Regions from separate parts of the Mus musculus genome. Here region 2 is linked to region 1. A link is a contact called in public Hi-C data. All regions are on one chromosome and are shown on one strand. The core of a region is the stretch at or near the end of the contact, and the rest is flanking DNA. Distances in the headings are between cores, read along the strand shown. Region 1 overlaps Nt5c2 (5'-nucleotidase, cytosolic II). Region 2 overlaps Pcgf6 (polycomb group ring finger 6).

Region 1 (3,426 bases), core at 449-2,948:
TTCTGTAATCCTGGCAGGAGTCCATAAGGAGTTCAGGTCATGTCATCGCTGGCTACATAGGCCAGTCTAGACTACATGAGACTTTATCAAACAACAACAAAAAAGGTCTTATCAACCTGTTGCAGGAAATATTTAAAAAGTCAACCCTCCATCTCTCCTGCCCCACCGGCCTGTGTTCCTGCTGTAGTACCGATACTGGCAGGCCACAACACTATGTCTGGGTGGGGTCTCGCTTGCTCGGCCGTGTTCTCACCACTGAGCTATTCTCTCCCAAGTTCATCTTGCTTCCACACAGTGCCCCACACACCCCACCATCAGCCATCTCAACACCTAGTTACCCCAGTAGAAACATGACTCTTAAAGCTTAATTATACAGTTAGATTTATATAACAAAAAGATCACAATTTACAAAAATGCCAATACAATAGTTTCAGGGCTAATTGATACTGATAAAACTTTAACTCAATTATTATAACCTTTCGATAACACCATTCTGGTTCTTCTCCCTCCTCCCTCTCTGTCTCCACAACTCTTAGCTCCTCCTCCCTTTTCCTGTCCAATCACAAGCCTGCCACTGCCCTAATATCCTGCAACATTTCACCCTTTCTGTTTAATTATAAAAAAAAAAAGACTCTCAAAATATAAATTGAACACAGCTATTATCATTTTGTAAATTATATGGTATAAGATAGACCTAATACTAAGTCCACATCAACCTGCTATACATAAAGTTTCAGTGTACCTTCTTTGGAAATACTTTTGGTAGTATTTCAAAAATAAGTCATTTGTGGGTAAACGTAGATTCATTTACGCTTAGTGCAAAAGGAAAAGATATTAGGGAGAGAATGAACATGGTGGGACATTTCAGTTTTTAAGGTGCAGTGGCAATGAGCTAAAAAGGAGGTCAACGTCCATCTACCTTTGTCACACCTTGTTAGCCTGGGGCTGCAGGTCACAAAACATGCCAGTGTTCCTTCCAATTCCAAGTAGACTGTTTTCTTCTGATATGTATGATGCATTGTCTTCCCCTGACCGGGAATGCGATGACTAACCTAGTTATCAGTCAGTCTGAGTTGTGATTGCCACAGCAGCTGCACCCGTGATTGTCTAAGCCAGCCTTCACTCACTGGCTGGAGGGAGGGCATGCTAGTGTTGCCCCCTTCTGCCAGAAAGCCAGAGAGATGGCTTTCTACTTAGTCTTGAATTGATTAGAAACTTTGTTTCATAAGGGTGATGAAAGGGGTTACTAACCAAGAAACTACTATGATTTTATGGTCGTGACTAGAGTCCATACCATTTGAAGTTAAGTAACTTAAGTAGGAATTTACCCAGCTTACACTGTGTATAAGCTTTATATTTGTTTTCTTTGTCTTTGTGGGGATGTATGTGCAGGTGTGTTCTCAGTCACTCTCCAGCTTATTTGAGATACTGTCCTTGCTTTTGCTTGAATGGTGAGCAGAGTTCCACTCGACCCTTCTTTCTTCCTTCCCCATGGCTAGGGTTACAGGCACACACTGCAGTGCTTGGCACTTACATGGGCATTGGGATTCTAAACAAAAGTTCCTCCTCGTGTCTGCATGGCAAGCACTTTACTGATAGGGGCTGGCCTTGCAAATTAAGTAGGTCAGGTCAGAAGTTGGCCCGCTTTCAGTAAAGAGGAACAGAGAAAAGCACAGCTCAGACGGTAAGGAAGGCTTGCTCTTTGTTCCACACTTCATCCAGGAGAGGAAGTGTCCACTTAGGTGTTGCAGCAGAGCCAGCACACCAGCACCGACAGGAATCCTTTCTGGGTTGTCCTTGCCTCTCTTTGCAGTCACTTCCTTCTGCTTTTAGACTTATTTTATCTTAAAATTTTATTTATTTGTTTTGAGACAAGGCTTCCCTGTGTCACCCTGGCTGGCCTGGCTGCCAGCGCTGGGATTCCAGGGTGAGCACCTGTTCATGCATTAGTCTCCTTAAACATTTGAAGCTCAGTAGTTCCCCTTCAGTCTTAAGAGTTCCCCACGGCCTTCTTGTAGAGGTTGGGTTGTGTGTTCTTAAGTTACCTCCCTAGCACAGGGAGAGCCCTGGGTGCTGTCTATGAAGAGAGCTGTTGAAGGGCTCACCCTGAGCCTGTTCACAGCTGCTCACATTTAATATATGAACTCTTGTCTTTCACATAGCCATCAACATATTTTAATAAAGCATTGAATAGTGATGATTTCCTACAGTTGTTAACTTTTTGTATATCAATTAATTTTTTTTTACATTTTCTTACAGACCAGAAACTAGAGAGCAGTATCCAAATAAATTTATCCAACGAGATGACACTGAACGGTTTTACATTCTGAACACACTATTCAATCTCCCAGGTAGACACCTCTGCTTACTCTGCACACTGCCCCTTTGTTCCAGGGCCATGTCTTCCAGGAAGCTGAGTAAATCAGCTTGATTATGGTACTTACAGCTTATTCATACCTTTTCTTCATTTTCAGAGACCTACCTGTTGGCCTGCCTCGTAGATTTTTTTACTAATTGTCCCAGATACACCAGGTATGTTTATATTACAATTTTCTTCATCCAGTTGATTTTTAAATTAATGTACAGGGTTTTAGAGAACTGGCCATTGTAGGTCTTTTCTGCTTTTCTAAAGTGAATTTAGTGCTAGTGAGAGATGCCACATTGCCAGCCTGAGAGATGGACAGCGCCAGCAGCTCCATGCAGGCTCTCACCTCCCACACGGCCCCTCTCCTTGCCAGTGTGCTGCAGCCATGTTTGGAAGGGACCACTTGTGACTGGGATTGAAGACGGCCAGCAGAGGTGCTAATTGTGACAACTGAGTGGGAGGTTTGTGTGATGCTTATCTGTCCAAGCAGAGTTGCACTGAAACCCCCGACTCATTTCACAGCAGCTGCCCAGGAGCCATCCCGGGATGCTCATGTAGCTTCATTCCCAGGCCCAGCAAGAGCTCACCAAGGAATAAAATAGTGTTTATTTTCTGTAAAGCAAAAATTTGCCTAAGTCTTCACAGGTTAGCCTTTCCTTCTGGGGAGCTGTGTGGCCATTGCTTGATGTGTAACAGCCTCTGTGTTAGAGTCTGCTAACTTCATATCTGAGGCCTTACCCACTTGAGGGCAGTTTGGTGGAAAGTGGAATCCAGATAGAACTGAACGGTGCCTTTGTACCTAGGGACAATGCAGGAAGGTCAGGGAGGGAGAGCCTAGCTTCTAAATGTCTGCGCAGTGAGGCCTGCTTCTAAAGTGAGGAACTTGGTATTATGGGACCTTGGCCTTTTAATTCCATCCTGTAAATTATCCTGTCTCATTGTGTTTGCACACAGTTATTATATTCCATATATCAATATTCTGGCCATTTTAATGCTCAAATGCATTTTGATTAGGGAGCGATTCCCTAGCTAACCACAGCCTGTACCACGTGATGGGAACC
Region 2 (3,426 bases), core at 588-3,087, 140 kb before region 1:
TATTAGGAGTGCTGCCTGTTCGCACAGAGAACCTATAGGAGTGCTGCCTGCTCATGCACAGGACCTAGGTTTTAGGCTGAGTGTGTCAAACAAAAACAAAGATTCATAAACAAGCAAAAACGTTTGTATTTATTACTCAAGAGGGCTAGTGGAAACGGCTGCTCTTGCTTTATAACAGCTGTTTCTGCTTGGTGTGGCGGATCACACATACCATCCATCACACAGGAGGTGAAGGCAGGAGGATCCAGAGTAGAAGGCCATCCTTGACGGTAAAGCTAGTCCAAGAGTACTGAGCTATTTGAGACACTGTCTCAAAAAAAAAAAAAAAAAAAAAAAAAAAAAAAAAAAAAGGCGCCAACCCACACTCAGAGTCTCAGATTTAATACAGTCTCAAAAGACCTGTTCCCTTGAGAAGAATTGATTCATTTATGGAGTAGAGATCCTTCATCTAATTACCTTCCACTATGCCCCATATCTTTAGTTCTCTATACTAGGAATTAAGCTTTGAGCATTTGAACCTGTGAAGGACAAACCCTGGCTAACCATCATATAGGCCTATAATAGAGATATGAATAGGAAACAAATTTAAGTGATACTTACACATCTATTTATAGAATATACAAATATAGTCATCTAAATTACATCTACATTACAAGGAGTTGTTTTCTAAACTATGTTCTTATGTGTGCACTGGAGTAATTTCGAGATCTTGAAAAAGCTTATAAGCCACACTTTGAGGTTTTTTTTGTTTTTTGTTTTTTGTTTTTTTTCTTTTTCTTTTTCTTTTTCTTTTTCATTTTGGTTTTTCGAGACAGGGTTTCTCTGTGTAGCCCTGGCTGTCCTGGAACTCACTCTGTAGACTAGGCTGGCCTCGAACTCAGAAATCCGCCTGCCTCTGCCTCCCAAGTGCTGGGATTGAAGGCATGCACCACCATGCCCGGCTACTCACATTGAGTTTTGTATATGAATATTAATATAGTCTACATTTCATTTCTGAACTATGGCAGGGAAATACAAAAATGTGATTTGTATGCGTATAACTGTGATAATGGAATCTTTGTATCTGTGTTATATAGACATTCACTTTTCCATGCTGATTAGAGCAGACGTGATGATGGTTCATGGACCAGCATGGTCTGCCATTTGCCCTCTATCTTAGATGTTTAATTTCCTGCAGCTAGGCATCTGCTTTTTGGCTTACCTTCAATCTTTGTCATTTCTTACTGTCTGTCTCACATGTGTGTAAGGTTTGCTAGCAGTCTGCAAGGAGGAAGCAAAATAATATAAAATGTATTTTCATCAAATAGGTGAAAGTTGCAAAGTTTTATTGCAATAGTAAGCTGCATATGTGGAATAAACATTTCCTATTTTCTCTGTCTCTCTCCCTTCTCCCTCTCCCCCCTCTTCAATGCAGGGTTTCTCTGTATATCCCTGGCTATCCTGGTACTTGCTCTGTAGACCAGGCTGGTCTTGAACTCACAGTGATCTGTATGCCTCTGCCTCCCAAGTGCTGAAATAAAAGTTGTGTGCCCATTTTCTGTTTGATGTTTTGAGATAGTCTTACTATGTAGCTCTGACTATCCTAGAAAACTCTGTGTAGACCAGGTTGGCCTCAAACTCACAGAGATCTGTCTGTCTGCTTTAGCAAGTTCCCAAGCGCTGGATCAAAGGGTGTGCCACCACTCCCATCCCAGCATTTTTTTTCTTGAACAGATCTGTTATGACCTATAGAAACTGAGTCTTTTTTTAGGTAGACTTAGTTTTCAGTCAGTTTGTTAAATAGTCTGTGGACAAAGAAAAGTCTTTTCTCAGTTGCTTTTGGTTATAAATGCATGCCCCTAGTTACCTATGCTTATTTGAGAGTCAACACACTGACCTGTTTGAGGTGGGTCACCTGTGATTGAGCTGTTCAGGAGAGGCTGGGGCAAAAGAATTGTTTCAGTTCAGAAGTTCTTGACCACTTAAAAGGAACTAAGAATCTGCAGAGATGACTCAGCGCTTAGAAGCATGTACTGCCCTTGTAGAGAGTTTGTGTTATAGCACCCATGCTAGGCAGCTCATAATTTCCTGCAGCTCTCCAGCTCGGGCCGGGGGTGGTTTACACCTTCTCTTCCAAGTTTTAAGAAAAATGGAGATGGGAGGCATGGCGCTGCAGGGCTGTGATCTCACAGCTGTGTGGGTACAAGGCCAGCCTGGGCCTTACAGGAAGATTCTGTCTTAATGAAAGAGAGTGGGGAGGAGGCAGCAGTGCTGCTGTCAGGACAAAAAGAAGGGAAAGGGGGAAAATGCATCAATAAGGAGTTTTTGGTGATGTCAATAAAAAGAAGTTATATGTATCTTCTAATTTTTACATTAAAGAATTTCTCATTATTGTTAGATTATGAAAATTAAGCCAGTTTTGGTTTGATTATATATTATACATAACTAATTTTCAAAGAACTATAAAATATCCTTCTCCCCTCTTCAGGACGGTCTGCTTGTTCTTCATTATGGTCTTGTGGTTTCTCCTTTGAAAATAACTTGAAGATGCAAAGGTATATGAGGAGAGAAACCCAGTCGGAGGCATCTGCATATCTGCATTGCACCAAAGATTCTCACAAAGCACGTAACTACGACTACTTTCCGCTGTTAAGAGCTGGCTTCTGTTGTCACCAGAACCCTAGCATTGTGTGTGTACAACTTGAAACAATAGAATGTATTTGCTACACTAAAGACTATGGAAACAGCACTCATAACTCAGGGGAAAAAACTGAAAACACTGAATTTTAAAATTCCTTGTGATTCCAAATATGAGGAAGTTGCTGGTTGCTTCCCATCTTTGAGGTGGGTGGGTCAGTTTCCCAGAGCTGGGACTCTGCCCTCCAGCTGCATGGGCTGGGTGGTTTCCTTCAGAACAGCTTTGCTTTGAGTTCAGAGCCAGTCTGTTAAACCTCGGGTGCGCTCCGCACCGAAACTACTGGCCACTTACAAGTTCCTGTCCTATTCTGAACTTCAAACAAAATTCCACTGATACCACTAAAGCCCTGTTCCTCAGCTCTGAGGCTGAGACTGTCTCCTGTTAGAAATGGCTCTTCTTAACTAACATCCCTTAAACAAATATGAGGTGCTTCTTTCTGATGGGACACTGGGTCAGGTGTCACAAAATTCCCTCAGTGTGGCTGTGAATGATGGCACTGCTTCTAACAGTAGCAACAAATTTCAGGTGAATGACCAGAAGTTTACAGAACCCTTATTGTTCCTCAGTCACTTAAATGATCTGGTTCCATGTTAATGTTTCTGTTTTCTTGCCATTTGGATAAAGAATGAGAGTCTTTGAGAACCTTGCTTTCACAGAGACTTCATTGTAAACATTACTTTGCCTAAAATTAGCATCCTGATGCTTTCTAAAATACATATTTTATAGACTTCATAGCAAAATTTCCAAAT

Evidence for each region. A called contact is a pair of places that touch in the nucleus more often than the background predicts.
Region 2: a Hi-C map of bone marrow-derived macrophages shows a contact between it and region 1, with 17 read pairs. The contact joins two enhancer-like sites. A contact is called at or near these places in 1 of 39 promoter capture datasets (cranial neural crest), 14 of 484 Hi-C or Micro-C datasets (the AML12 cell line, the BV-2 cell line, bone marrow-derived macrophages and 6 more), 12 of 115 datasets of contacts at active chromatin or transcription factors (the 230-238 cell line, bone marrow-derived macrophages, cardiomyocytes and 9 more) and 4 of 9 other capture datasets (adipose tissue, embryonic stem cells, liver and 1 more).

What each region holds. Positions count from the first base shown.
Region 1 is chr19:46,897,728-46,901,153 of GRCm38.p6, reverse strand. It overlaps Nt5c2 (5'-nucleotidase, cytosolic II), which reads left to right. Exons shown (of 18, transcript NM_029810.5): 6 at 2,260-2,351; 7 at 2,475-2,532. Among named protein-coding and RNA genes, the nearest start is that of Nt5c2, 63 kb to the left of the region's middle. Within about 2 kb of position 1,698, at least 108 of the 459 cell types and tissues checked have an H3K27ac peak or open chromatin away from gene starts, as enhancers often do. A contact at or near this core is called in bone marrow-derived macrophages, where this site is marked.
Region 2 is chr19:47,033,727-47,037,152 of GRCm38.p6, reverse strand. It overlaps Pcgf6 (polycomb group ring finger 6), which reads left to right. Exons shown (of 10, transcript NM_027654.3): 10 at 2,468-3,426. The coding sequence ends at 2,524. Among named protein-coding and RNA genes, the nearest start is that of Pcgf6, 15 kb to the left of the region's middle. Within about 2 kb of position 1,837, at least 13 of the 459 cell types and tissues checked have an H3K27ac peak or open chromatin away from gene starts, as enhancers often do. A contact at or near this core is called in bone marrow-derived macrophages, where this site is marked.